2 separate regions of the Rattus norvegicus genome follow, and region 1 is linked to region 2. The links are chromatin contacts, called in public Hi-C maps. All regions are on one chromosome and are shown on one strand. The core of a region is the stretch at or near the end of the contact, and the rest is flanking DNA. Distances in the headings are between cores, read along the strand shown.

The links. Hi-C and Micro-C count contacts between places; a contact is called where the count stands out from the background.
Region 1: a contact with region 2 is called in a Hi-C map of the A7r5 cell line, with 9 times the contacts expected there. The contact joins two enhancer-like sites. A contact is called at or near these places in 7 of 12 Hi-C or Micro-C datasets (the A7r5 cell line, Schwann cells, frontal cortex and 3 more).

What each region holds. Positions count from the first base shown.
Region 1 is chr17:8,122,479-8,129,037 of GRCr8, reverse strand. It overlaps Slc25a48 (solute carrier family 25, member 48), which reads left to right. Exons shown (of 9, transcript XR_010059371.1): 7 at 246-376; 8 at 1,812-5,397. Among named protein-coding and RNA genes, the nearest start is that of Il9, 8.7 kb to the right of the region's middle. Within about 2 kb of position 4,582, at least 3 of the 93 cell types and tissues checked have an H3K27ac peak or open chromatin away from gene starts, as enhancers often do. A contact at or near this core is called in the A7r5 cell line, where this site is marked.
Region 2 is chr17:7,942,625-7,949,921 of GRCr8, reverse strand. No RefSeq gene overlaps it. Among named protein-coding and RNA genes, the nearest start is that of Tgfbi, 44 kb to the left of the region's middle. Within about 2 kb of position 5,896, at least 65 of the 93 cell types and tissues checked have an H3K27ac peak or open chromatin away from gene starts, as enhancers often do. A contact at or near this core is called in the A7r5 cell line, where this site is marked.

The DNA of each region.
Region 1 (6,559 bases), core at 3,333-5,832, 180 kb before region 2:
AGTTTGCTGAAGCCGTCTGTGGATGCACCTCAGAGCCTATGACAACAAGCGACATCTCAGGTGTCGTGGGTTGGAAACACGCCAGCGTCTTTCCACATTCAGATCTTTGGGCTCCAGTCAGGCCAGCAATGGGCTCCCTGCACTTGCGATCATCTCCCTCACCCTCAGAAGCAGTGTTGTCGAGAACGTGGGTTGGCGCTTGGAGGGTCAACCCTGGAATAACGCCCCACCCCTACCCCACAAAGGTCTTTTTCAGGGGCATCACTGTGAATGCTGTACGCGGCTTTCCCATGAGTGCGGCCATGTTCCTCGGGTACGAGCTCTCACTGAAGGCACTCCGTGGCGACCACACCGTAAGAAACAAATGAGCGATCAGGTCAGTGTGCTTTCTTCCTAGCCAGGGTTGAAGCTGGGCCTCTATTCTTCCTGGTCAAACCATTATGAGTTCTCTAAAGTGCCCCTCTGTCCCCTGTGGTAAGTCTAGGAGTGAAGAGGCCTGCCCTCTCACCCGCATGTTGCAATTCTGACATAGCCATGGTTGACATGGTGTGTGGGCCCCCAGTGACTAAGCTGGGTCTAACTCAACGGCGTTTTCACAGCCAGTTCGCCTGCTCTGGGTCCCCTTCGCAGCTTCCAAACCTTGGAGAGAAGTGTGTTTAGCTTCTTTCTTTATTATAGTGATGTCTGATCTGCAGACACTGACCCCATGCCACCCCGTGCCTACACAAGGCCGTCTCCCAACTTCTGACTAAGCCTGATTTACTCCTTTACAAAGCTCTGAAGGACAGGCCACTTACAACACAGGTCTTCTCTTTTCCTTTCTCACAGGGAAGGATCAGTATAGCTCTGCACAGCCGACATCTTGTTCAGATGCTCTCAGCAGTTCTTGGGAATCAATCCATGTTGCCACCTCATCCTCCAGCTAGCCTCCCCTCATCCTGAACACCCCCTTCTCCTTCTCCCTTCACCCCCTGTTCCCTGTGTGTTCCCATGGTGCCTTGAGCCAACTCTGTCTTGGTCTTGGTGACGATAGCTGTTTGTCCTCCAAGGCTACTCGTAGGTCTCCTCCTCCAGGAAGGCAGCTTGATTTCTTCGCTGAGATGTGTTCTGCCCACTACAGGCCCCCTAGCTGCCTTGGTTGCCCTCTGTTCTTCCCAGTGGATGTCCCCGCACAGTAGGTCTCCTCTCTCCACCTTTTTCCTGATGGCGATACTGCCCTTCCCTCCTGCTGCTGCTGCTCCTTCCTGGGCTCAGATTTGTCCCTTGCCAAGCTCAGAAAATGGAAGGATCAGTCACTGGACTTTCATATCAGGCAGAAAGCCTGTTACTCTGCCTCTGTGATAACCAATTCTACTGAGGAGGAAGGCCACCATCAGGGAAGCCTAGAGGCCTGAGTACTGCCTTCCAACCCCATGCCCCAGGGGCTGCTGGGAAGTGCAGCACAACACGCCAGGTCCTAGTTGCAAGCACAGAGGGCCGTCAGCTGGGCTGACCACAGGGGACCTAGAAGCTGACCTTAAATAAACCTCTGTGGCTTTGCACTAGGATTCCAGCACTCACAGCTTCCCCGGCTCTTTGCCCCCTTTATATAAAATTAAAAGGGAGTAGTAACATGTTTCGCAAAATTAAAGCTCTCGGTGGAGCACCCTTGGTTTTGGATGAAGTCTGGGACAAGGCAGGGCTGAGCAGGACCACAGTTTCATGCCTAATGCTGTGCCCAGACATTCCCTGCCCCCCCCCCAAAGCCAACAAGGGGAAAAAGATCAATGTTTTAAATCCTGTAACAAAGCCAATGTATGTTTGTATTGTAGGAAAACACAGAAACAACAGAAAGAGTAAAGCAAGAATCCCTGTGTTCACCGTAAGGTCCAGCTGCAGCCTGAAACCCAGAGCTGGCTTTGTACAGGACAGCCACCGCCATCCTGCCTAATGGCCCAGAACCACGTCCACGTCCCGTGGTTAACTCTTCAGCTACAAAATGGCTTTGGAACACAGACCTCAGATCCCGGAGTGACTGGGCACTTGTCCTAGCTGTCGTACTAGGCCGCTCTTGGCCACTGGCTCTTTAAGGAGGCTGGGGGAAGTTACCAGAGAGCCAACTCGTGGCATCTGAGAGCTGTAGCTGAGCCCGCCAGAACTTTGCTTTCTGAATGTCTTTTCTCTTGCAAAGGGCTGGGAAACACGTCTCCTTAGGAAAAAAACCAAAAACAAACCAAAAAAATCCCTCTAAGGGCAGTAATGGGGTTGGGGAATAGGAAGACGCTACCTCAGTTGGGAAGGAGTGACCCCAGCAGCATTGTCTGGAACAAGGTGTTTAATATCCTGCTCTAACCAGGAGCCATGGACCCCAGGTCCTCTAGCAAGCCTGGCTTTTAACTTACAAAGGTTTGGAGCAGGCCACAGTCTATGTGGCAGAGTCACGAACTCTCTGAAGACGTGAACAACAATGCCAGCCTTCTCATCTGGTCCCCCAAATGGAGGAGACAGTGTATCTCAGATAACCCTGGAACACTCACAGCAGGCCCTAAGAAATGGTGGGATGAGGACTGTCTCCAGAGGCCCAGGCACAAGGGTCAATAAAAATCCTTTCAGAATATATGCCTAGCATGGAGGGCACAGTTCCCTAGAGGTTTGGGGAGGCGGCACCTTCCTTCCCATCTGCCCCTAGTTTTGTTTCCTTCTGTGGTACTCATAGCAGAGAGGTGAAACTCAGTGAGAACCCTGTGGGGCGGTTATTTTGTCATGGGGATGGCTTGAGGAAGAAGGTCGCAGTCACTCGTAAGCCGTCCTCAGGTTTCCTCGTGAGTCATCAGCCCCTTCCCCTTCAGGATCCTGGTACCAGAACCCTCCTAGAACAGAGCTGTTCTATCCTCTGACCTGGTGTGTGTACTCCAGACCTGGGAGCCTACTTTCTGTTTACAAGGCGCTTCATAACCAAAGAAAGGAGATGCGTTCTTCCCGTGACACCTCGTTTGAGCATTTACAAACAATCCCAGACAGCCTTCCTGACCGACTGTGGCACAAGACCCATCTCCATGTGGGTGTGTCCAAGCCTAGATCCTGCTGGCCACAACTCAAAAAGAGCATTCTTTATGCACCCTCTCTCCTCTCTGCGCCACCGTAATCTGAGCAGGCCTCACCCCGCTGCAGGCTGCGATTGCAGCGCCCGTAGAGCCAGCAAGGGTGCATTACTGGAGAGTAGGAAGACCCAGCCGTCTCCGTCCGGTGCCAGGTGGGACACAGCCATCATCCCGAGCTTCGAGTCCCTTCCTTCATGACTGCAGACTTTCTCTCCAGAGTCCAAGTGCTGGTGGGAAACAGCAGACCATACATGGGTCAGGCAGCCATCATCTCTTTCAGCTCTGGGTTAGAACCTGAGAAAGAGAGGCAAAAACATTCTGTGCCCACGGATGTTGGAAACCCAGCATAGACTTGCACTCCTCAATCAAAAGCACAGAAAAGTCCTTAGGGTTGTTTCTGTATACGTAGCGCCCTACCTGACTTCTGAGAGACCTTGGTCACCCTCCTCTCTCTTCAGTTTAGGTCTTTGGAGATGCTGCCAGAAGAAACCAGCTTAACTAAGAGGGGTGGGGAGGTTAGCATGTGTCATTTTCTTCGTGGTCCTCAAGTTGGGAAGGGAGGGTTCAGTGTCTGGAAAGAAACATACAGGGGAGGAAAATCCAAAGATTTGCTCCCAAGCCTGAGCGGGTGATGTGTTGGTGTCATGCCTGAGCCGCAGATGGCAGCCAGAGCTCACAGGGGCGGGTGTTCTGTGGGCGTGACTTCTACGTGGAAATCCCAATAAAATGCAGTCTGCTTCCCAGTGTGACTTTGTGCTTCTACCTTACCACCTATGGGAGCCACATAGGAGATAACCTTGCTCTTCCGTGGCGCGCGTCCATGATGTCACTTCCGGCTCTGCGCCTGCAGCAGCCACGCCTACTGCACCCCAGAGCCCTTCTCAGCACACTGCTGAATGTGGCTTCAGAGTCCTGCCTCACATTGTCACCTGCGCAGTCGCCACCAGCCAAGCAGAAATGTGGTCCAGGGTGGTCTTAAACCCCAGTGAGGGAACTGTCTTCACAGCCATGTAAAAAACAAACGTTTTAAGATCTTCCTTGGTTTGCCCCAAACCAAGCACCAAATCACAACTGCCCCCTAGAGGCCGACATGACCATTTTCAGTGTAGATCACAGGTGCTTCCTCAGAATGCTCTCCAAGCCCACCCTTCACAGCTCTTGAAGCTCAAAGTCCCTTGGCTAGATCTGAGCCGATGGGCTTGTGGTCACTTAGTGATCACCTGTGTTGAGCCCCTGCTGTGTGCAGGCACCGACTCAAGGGAAGAGTGGAGGAGCTCCGGCAAAGCTTTCGTGCTAGTTTACTAGACTCCTTAACAGGAAGAGGCTGGCCCAACCCCCACTTCAGCATCACGGGCAGGTACTGAGGGTCTTGGTGAGGTGCTGTGCTCCTGGTATGTTACAGGATGGACCCAGAGTGCCTCCTCTATCCCATCCCAGGATGTGTCAAGCAGGCATGCACTAGTGCCTGCCTAGGCTGCACAGTTGGGTTGAAGGAGTGGTATTTTCAGAGGCCAATCAGGATCTCCCATTGTGTACTCCTGGCTAGGCAGAGAGTTCACTCCTCTGTAGTGAATGACTAAGGGGCAGTTGGAAGCCCTTCTGCTTGTCTGTGACATCACGTGCTGTACAGTCCTTAGGAAAACCCGTGTGCTCATGAGAAAACGAGAGTGGAGAGGAAGGTGGTATCTTAGAGTCATTGGAAGTTAGTTTTCAGTCTTGCCGGTCGCTTTGAGGACCGGAAACATTATTTCTCAAAAGCCTGTTTGGCTGATATGCCATAGAATTGCCACTTGGTGGCAGCAGAGTGTCAACTAAATCCTGAGGGTGCCTGCTAGCTGGTGACTGTTCTGGGAGCGCTTGGGTCCTGGGCACTTCCCTCCCAATCTTTGTTCTCGGTGCCCCAGGGTGTGGTCCTTCCCTTGGGTTTCAACCTCGGTGTCTATCTGCATGATCTCGACACGTTCTGCTGCTTGGGCTTAAGTTCTCCTCGTCTGTAAAAAAAAACCACAGTCTTCCTCTCTGATCCGGGGCTGTTAGCTTTTGTCTGGAGGTTGACAAAGGGTGGCTGGGTCTGTGTACCCTGGGCCCGGACCATGTGAAACTCTGAGCATCATAACTGCTCCTTTGTGTCTTCATAAGCATGCTTTGGAATGGGATAGATGCCGATACTGAATAGATCTTCGCATGCTCCGGACACAGGATGGGCTATTGGTCCGTGTTCTAACTCCCAGAATCCTCTCTGCTAAGCTGTTGTCAAAGAAGATTCCGGAAGCACGTGATTCAGTTGTGAAGTCCAGGGAGCTGTACATCCAGAGAAGTATGGCTTCTGGCCACTGGCTGAGCATAGAGAGGGCCCACTGGGCTTGATTCCCCTGGGCATGGAGGGGCCCACTGGGTTAGGTAACCCAAGTCTTAAAAGATCGGTGTTCCGCGCTCCTGCCTCAGTTCTACCTTCCCCTGCATGCTTATTATGGTTGCTGAGTCATCAAACCGTGTCCTTGGGCGCTGGGGACACAGGTGCAACTGTTTTCATTTTCTACCTAAATTTAACTGTCCTTCCCCTCCCCCCAGCCCGCGCCACTTCTCCTTCCCCCACCAAGCCCCATTCTATCCAATAGCCAGGAGTGGGTCTCGGGTGTGATTTTGCCACTTCTGGGGAAAATTTAGGCATCCTGAGTGAAATGGTCAACTCGAGATGGCCCCTTTACCCCTGGAGGTGACTTGAGATTCTGAGACCGGGATACCCTGCTGTATTCTCTGGGTTCCTGCAACAAATCTGCCCAGGGGCTTAGCCCCCTGCACAGGGTAGCATCTGATCCATTTGAACAATGTGCTTCTGGGCCTCAGTTCTCATTTATGCAGTGAGAAGTATACACAACTGTTAGTGGGTACCTCAGGAGGTCAACGTGAGGATCCAACTCACTATCCTACAAGTCACTCTTATTTCTGCCTGATGCCCAGGAAAGAGGAACAAGTGCTCCAGGTGAGCTCTCCTCACCCAAGGTGTGCCCTTCTCACCCCAGGTGTGCCCTCCTCGCCCCAGGTGTACCCTCCTCACCCCAGGTGTGCCCTCCTCACCCCAGGTGTGCCCTCCTTATCCCAGGTGTGCCCTCCTCGCCCCAGGTGTACCCTCCTCGCCCCAGGTGTACCCTCCTCACCCCAGGTGAGCCCACCTCACTCCAGGTGTGTCCTCTTCACCCCAGGTGTACCCTCCTCACCCCAGGTGTACCCTCCTCACCCCAGGTGTGCCCTCCTCACCTCAGGTGTGCCATTCTTGAACTGTGTCTGCAGGAGTGAATCTTTTCTTACTCAACTTTACAGTCAGGCCAGGGAAAGCACCAGGCTGGCAGGTGGTTTTGATGTGGCAGCAAGCCTCAGTTTCTATTGCTTGGCCCCTCCCCCTAGCAGTAGCTAGTGTTGTCTTCTGAGACCACCCCAACCACCAGCATCCGCCCCTCCCTGAGATCCTGAATGAATGC
Region 2 (7,297 bases), core at 4,647-7,146:
TGTTTGTGAGAGTCTCAGAAGGCACTTGCAAATTGATGGCAGGGAAAGGAATAAATAGGGTTAAACTCGACGGTCACACACCCTCGGGCCTCCGGCAGGGTTGGATGTTACTTTAACCTCCTTATTTGACTTATCTCCACAGAAGTAACAGCGTCTCTGTATAGACCGGCCTCACAGCAGCCGTGTTCATTATGCTGCAACTCTTGACTTTAAGCTACCAAGGGGCTTTAGCCAGACGAGAGAGAGAGAGAGAGAGAGAGAGAGAGAGAGAGAGAGAGAGAGAGAGAGAGAGAGATTATCTCTCCCCTGCGCTTCTTCCAGTTTCCATCTTCCTGTCCTGCCTTATACCCAGGACATCCGCCAGATGTTAAAGCATCCCCAGTATCTTTTTGTTGGTCCCACTATAGGTAAAGTTCTATGTCCCGGCAAGACAAACAAGAGAAGGATAGAGAAGACGGCTTTGACTTTCTGGCCTAGATATCAAGATGGTGGGCACTCAAAGAGATCCTATCTCACCAACTGTGGGGCAGAGGACGGTGACAGGAAACTTGGTGAGGTAGAGTGGGTTCAGAGACCCCAGCACCCAGGCACCCATCTGAGGACAGTAGGTGTCTTCCTGCTCCCTACAAAGATCCCTGGCTCAGAATATGAGACCACACTCTCTACAAAGAGACTTGATCAACGGTCACGTAGCCCAGAGCAAAGATCTCCATGCTAAAGAGGCAGCTAGAGGCCCTGAGGGGTTAGCCAATAAGCTTCCCTTCCCAGACATTCCTTTCTGCAAAAGGTATTTAATCTCTGGTCCATCCTGAAGAGGTGGTATGCGCCCATTTTCCACGATGAGCAGTCAATAAACAGTTTGGAGACAAGAACTGTCTCATGAAGGACCACCTTGAAGATCATAGAGAAAGCCTTCGTCTACTCCATGATCCCAGACAATTGTAGCTATGCTAAGGACAATCTTCGATGAGCTAAGCCAGAGTTCTCCATCTCCCCTGCCCACAGCCCCCCTCTGTTCCCAACTCCCCAAGATTTCCAGCGGTGACTAGGTGTCCAGGAGTCAGACAAACCCAGCTTTGACCTCAGCCCATGTACTTTCCCATATGGGCTGAGTTCCCAACCCCATTCCCCTATGCCCTGAGCAGTGTGTTGGCCTTTCCCACAAGCCCAGCACCCGATGACAGTGTAGGGTAAGTGTAGTCTAGCATCTCCATTTCTCCTGCCCAAGCAGAATTCCCACCCTGCTGAGGCTGAATACTCCATCACAACCAACCACACCCACCCCAGAGGTCATAGGTCAGTATCCCACCCTGTACAAGGTGATTGGGTATGACCTGGGAGGGGAGAGGTCTATAGTTTCCAAAGGATCTCCTTTTTAAAAAATATTATATTTTATTCTACATGTATTAGTGTATTGCCTACATTTATACATGTATGTATGTATATATGTATGTATGTATGTGCTTTATGTGCACCACATGCATGCCTGGTGCCCACAGAAATCAGAAGAAGGCATTGGGGTCCCTGGAACTGGAGTTACAGGTGGTTCAGAGACACTACACGGTGCTGGGAACTGAACCCAGGCCCTCTGCCAAAACAACACATGTTCTTAACTACTGAGCTGTCTCTCCACCCTGCCCTCAAAGGATCTTTAAAATGCAGAGTCCAAAAGGTCTATGGTGGTCTGAGCTGCAGCTCAGCACTGTATTCAGGGCACCCAGTTATAGTGGAATGTGGAAAGTGCTGGGAAGGAAAACAAGGTCCCTGGGCCATAGGGGTGGAGGCAGCAAAAAGTAGCCTCCTGTGTTTTCCTGGAGTGCAGGCTGAGCCTTCCAGCTCCCTACCTCCTGTGATCTAAGCGACGTGAGGTTTAAAGTGCCACTGCTTGGCCTAGTGATGCCCGCAGAAGCCTTTAGAAACCAGGACACCAGCATGAGGAGCCATCGTGCAGCAGGGCACAGTCCCAACCACTTTTAAGAGCTGACAGTGAGCTCTTCACAGAATGGTGAAAAGAAAGAAAAGTGGAGTCACCAGAGCTTCAGTTTCAAGTCTGAAATGGGGGGTTGGGGATTTAGCTTAGTGGTAGAGCGCTTGCCTAGGAAGCGCAAGGCCCTGGGTTCGGTCCCCAGCTCCGGAAAAAAGAAAAAAAAAAAAAAAAAGAATCAAGTCTGAAATGGAGGGGACTTGAAGAGTCGTGCACAGGAGGCACCCAGTGGGAGCTGGGTCACGCTCCAACAGTTTCCGGCCCAAGGCCTGAGCATTGAGATGTTTCCCTAGTGTGTTCCTAGCCATCCTTGGGGTATGTGTGGCAGGGGATTTCAGTTAGGGATTCAGATTAGTTCAGTTTATCTCCCCATATCCCTCCATACCAGCTAATGTCTGCATACTAATATGACCCCAGGACCTTTGCACAGTGTCTTGCCTTTTCTGTAACAGAAAATGGTTCCGCTGCATCATGAGCTTGGTGCTGCTAAAGGAAGGCAGGGAGTCCCGGAGCAAGGCTACCAGTGTCCCAGGGAAAGAGATGGAGTCTGGGTTCATGTGCCCGCAATTCAACAGTTACCACCAGCACTGACTGCATTCAGGGCACATTAGAGAAATAGAGCCAGTGAGGCTTAATAATATATCAGCTGGGAGTGGGAACGGTGGAGGAGGAGAAGCACAGAGAGGGTCTAAATTTCTGACATAACCAGCCAGTTGGGCTGTGTTGCCATGTCCTGAGATGGGGCCAAGGAAAGACCAGATGAGGTGGATGGGAGGGGCTTAAGAGTTCTGGTTTCTCCAGCCTCAAATGTCACTGGAACAAGACATTGGTGTGTGTGTGTGTGTGTGTGTGTGTAGCCTTGAGTAGGTGCCTGTGGAGGCCAGAAGAGGGCGCTGGATCCCCTGGAGTACAGGCAGTCGTGAGCCTCATGGGGCCGAATGTTGTCTTCAAAGCCCACCCACAGGGTACTACTTAGCTGTGGTGGGAAGACTCCTGGAGGCATTGCCCTTAGAGCATCCCTTAGGCAGGTCGTCCACAGTGTGAGATTTCTGATACTGCTTTGGTGAAATTTTGTAAAGCCTTCATCCTTAGAGCCGAAGGAGTCGTGCGACCTCCCGACACGAATGAGGTCTTCAGATGACATCTTGCATTGTTTACGGGCATGAATATAAAATGTTATTGCCTTTTAAAATATTGTTTTAAAATATTTCAAGTGTTTTTCTGTAGGCAAAATTTGTAAAGCAGTAAATAAAAGTCATATTTTCTTTGACAAAAGAAAGAAAAAGAAAGGAAGGAAGGAAGGGAGGGAGGGAGGGAGGGAGGGAGGGAGGAAGGAAGGAAGGAAGGAAGGAAGGAAGGAAGGAAGGAAGGAAAGGAAAGGTGTCTGAGAGAAGAGCAGAAAGCAATGCTTAGCCATGGGGGACCCAAAACTTGGATTGTTGCCAGGAGGAGACATAGCTGGGGGAGGCGGGAGAAGGCGAGCGAGTGCTGTGTTTCATTTCTGAGGGGAGGCAGGTGATGAGTAATCTCAATTGTCAACTTGGCCTTTAGGAGGTCCCTGGGTGCTGCCTGCTGGAAACCCTCCTCCACACGGCAGTTAGGACTCCTTGTCTGCTCCGTTCTCTTTGCCACTGTGTGTTCACCAAGAATAATTAGAAAATGAGGCTTGAGAAAGACGCCAGGTTGAAGTCTCCTACCCGCTCACTTTGATGGCAGCAGCAGCCAGTTCAGGTGTCTCTTGCATTAGTCTCCCTCCTTTACAAAGTCCAAGGTCTGGACTGGGAGTGAGGGTGAGAGGGTGTTTGTCCCTTGAGCCTCTGTTTGATGGTGTCGTGTCTGCTCAGGTAGAGGGTAGAGAACCATCTCTCATCCCCACGTACAGCCACAGGTGCGTCCAGGCGCAACACAGCAGGGCACAGGCAGAGGCCTGAAGACTCACAATCAAGACGACCATATGTGACTGTTCTGTGACACTGGAGACTAGACTGCATGCTCAGACAAGTGGGATACCATTGGCCAGCCCAATCAAGGCTTGTCAGCAAGGTTGGACAGCGTTCTAGCAACTGCAGAGGGATTTAGAGTGGAGAGGAATTGGTGCTGAGGTAGCCTTGGGAGGTGCTCCCAACACTGCACCATGCTCCCTACACTGCACCCTCCTGCCCCACTTTGCACTGTCTCACTGGAGTTCCAGGGGCTTTCTGGGCAGAGTAAGAGCTCTCCACCTCAACATAGCAACTTGGCCTATCTCACACAGATCCTAAGATCCTGGGGACAGGCAAGTTCTACTAGACATGATCAGGACAAGAGTTTAATATAGGAAACAAATGGATGAGTCCATGAGTATTAACTCACGTATCTTAGCAAACAATCTGGCCTAGTGGACCCTAGACGGTGTAGCCACCGCCACTGTAGAAAGCCTCTGCCCCCGAGTGATATGTCCATGTTACACAAGTGAAGACAAATCTCATGGAATATCTGGAGGGTGTGCAGAATACAAGAAAGGAAACAAGTAAAGCAGGGGGTGGGGGTGGGGAGACCTCTCAGCATCCCACATGTGGCAGCACAGACACGGGACAGGGAGGAAGGAACTTGGTTCTTTTATTAGAATTACAGGAAAATCCAGGCTGGCTGCACTGGGGGGAGGTCTCACCCTGGGATTGTCAGTCAGGTCCTCAGTATAACCAAAACGCTGTGTGGCAGGTTGGGGTGGTGGTTCGGTGGGCAAAGCCATTGATGTAAGAGCACAAGGACCTGAGTTTGAATCTCCAGAAACCACATTGGGTGACATGAAAGTATGACCTGTGTCCCCACAGGGAGGTGGAAGAGTCCTGTCTCAAACAAGGTGAGAAGCAAGTCCTGTGCCTGACCTATCTTTTTTTTAAAGATTTATTTATTTGTTTTTATGTGAGTGCACTGTCACTGTCTTCAGACGCACCAGAAGAGAGAATTGCATCCATTACAGATGGTTGTGAGCCACCATGTGGTTGCTGGGAATTGAACTCAGGACCTCTGGAAGAGCAGTCGGTGCTCTTAACCACTGAGCCATCTCTCCAGCCCTGACCTATCTTCTGACCTCCACACGAGAGCCATGACTGACACGTGCGTGTGTGCGCGCACATGCGCATGCACACACACACACACACACACACACACACACACGATTAAAAAATACTTCTGTGGTGGTTTGTATAGGAATGGCCCCCCAAAGGCTTGTATGTTTGAATGTCACCAGGAAATGGCACTATTAGGAGGTGTGGCCTTGTTGAAGGAAGTGTGTCACTGGAGTTGTGCTTTGGGGTTTCAAATGTTCAAGCCAAATTCAGTCTCTCTCTCTCTCTCTCTCTCTCTCTCTCTCTCTCTCTCTCTCTCTCTCTCTGTGCCTGCAGATCCAGAAGAAGAACTCTCAGCTCCTCTCCAGCATTGTGTCTGCCTATACCCCACTCACTCTGCTTGCTGTCGTGGCGATAAGGAACTAAACCTCTAAGTGTAAGAGACCCCAATGAAATGCTTGCTTTCAGAAGCATCGCTACGGTGATGGCGTCTCTTCATAGCAATGGAAACCCTCGCTAATATAAGCAAGTACCAAGGTTTGACTGCCCCCACTGTGAATTTTCCAGCATCTCTGCCTCCAGGGTGTTTGCTTTGTCCCCAGGCATATGGGACTGAAAATAAAGACTTCAGTATAGGATCCAGAGATTGAGTGGCCAGTGTAGACCTTAGCAAGTCTCATAGCTGTCCAAAGTAAATTATCAACCATTGAGCAAGTTAAGAAGACGAATCGCACTGCCAATAGTCCAAATGAGAATAAAGAGCCAAGGGATGCCAGACAGTCAGAAACCCAGCACAGGAAGGACAGACTCCGACCAGGGAATCCTGGCATTTAGGAGGCCTTATAATTGGTCCCCGAGAGTACAGGAAGATGGCGCTGTTGTTGGTACCTGCTAATCGCAGCGTCTGAAATTTCTCAGCTCAGGCAGCCGGGCATACTACGGACTTTGTTATCAGGAAGAAACTCCCATTTTTCCTGTTCTCCATCCTCAATCCCCTTCCCTGACTTGCCTCATCTGGCCCTGGCCTTGGGGCTGGCGGAGGCTGAGGGAAGCCTGGGTTTCAGACTAATTAGCAGCAGGAAGGCCGGGGCCAGCTGTGCATCTCAGGTGCTCCCCCTGGTGGGCAAATATCTCTGCACCTTAAGAAAAATCCCCCATATATGGGAACCGGAAACCCTAGTTCTCCGTACTCAACTCTGAAGGACCGCCTTAGAGTCTTTGAAGCCAATCCAAACAGCAGTGGCTGCATGAACTGGCGCCGGGCGCATGAGCGGTACCAGCCTGCATGTCCCACAGTCCCGGGCACCACTCTTCTCTGCCCTTGCTCTGCTGCAACACCACTGCTTTCGCGAGTCCTTGTGCTGGCTCCCCCCCACCCCCATCCCTTTCTTTACCACTTCCTGTGGCATCTTCTCTCTGCTCTACACTGCCCGGCTCCTGTGTCCTACTCGGCTATCCGGAAGTCACCTGAACACGCCCAAACACTGCCTCCTGGGCACAATGCAGTATCCTGAGGACAGAGAATACTTACTTCTCCGATGCCTGCCACAGTGCACGGCAGTAAACAGAACTAACAGATGTTAAGTGAATGGATAAACGTATGAAGTTAACCAGCAGATCCAGTACTGACGTGGAGACTCGCTATGGGTACGGCAGGACGCATCTTCCGGGCTTTCTGTTTTCTGCTCTGCCTTACATGCCCACGAACTATCCAGAGGCATTGTCCCGAGCGCCTGGATTAGCAGGGAGGGCGCAATGGTAGAGCCGCTTCTGTTACAAGCGCACCCTCTTGTTTGAGACGCCTGTACCATGTCTCTCCTCTTCGGCCTCTCTCTTTAATAAAATGCAAACTCTGCTTCACACTGCTCAGTCCCGAAATATTATGCTGAAGCCACCAATCCCTGTTTGGCCTGAATCAAGGTCCCTAAAATTGAGGAGAGTGCCTCTGGCTGCTGTGAGTAACAGAGCAGAGCTTTGGTGGTTTTCCCTGCCTCCCTCACTGGGGGTGTTACACAGCGCCTCCACTTTGTATTAACAGTTTGGCGGTTCCTTAAAAAGCTAAACACACTGCAGTGTGATCCAGTCACCCCACTATACGATATTTACTCAAAAGAAAGCACTGGCAGGGTTGGAGAGTCTCAGGGGTTCAGAGCACTTGTCATTTCTGCAGAGGACCCAGTCTGGGTTCCCAGGCATCCCATCAGGGCTCACCACCATCCATAACTCCAGTTCCAGGGGACCAGACACCCTCTTCTTAGGGTAC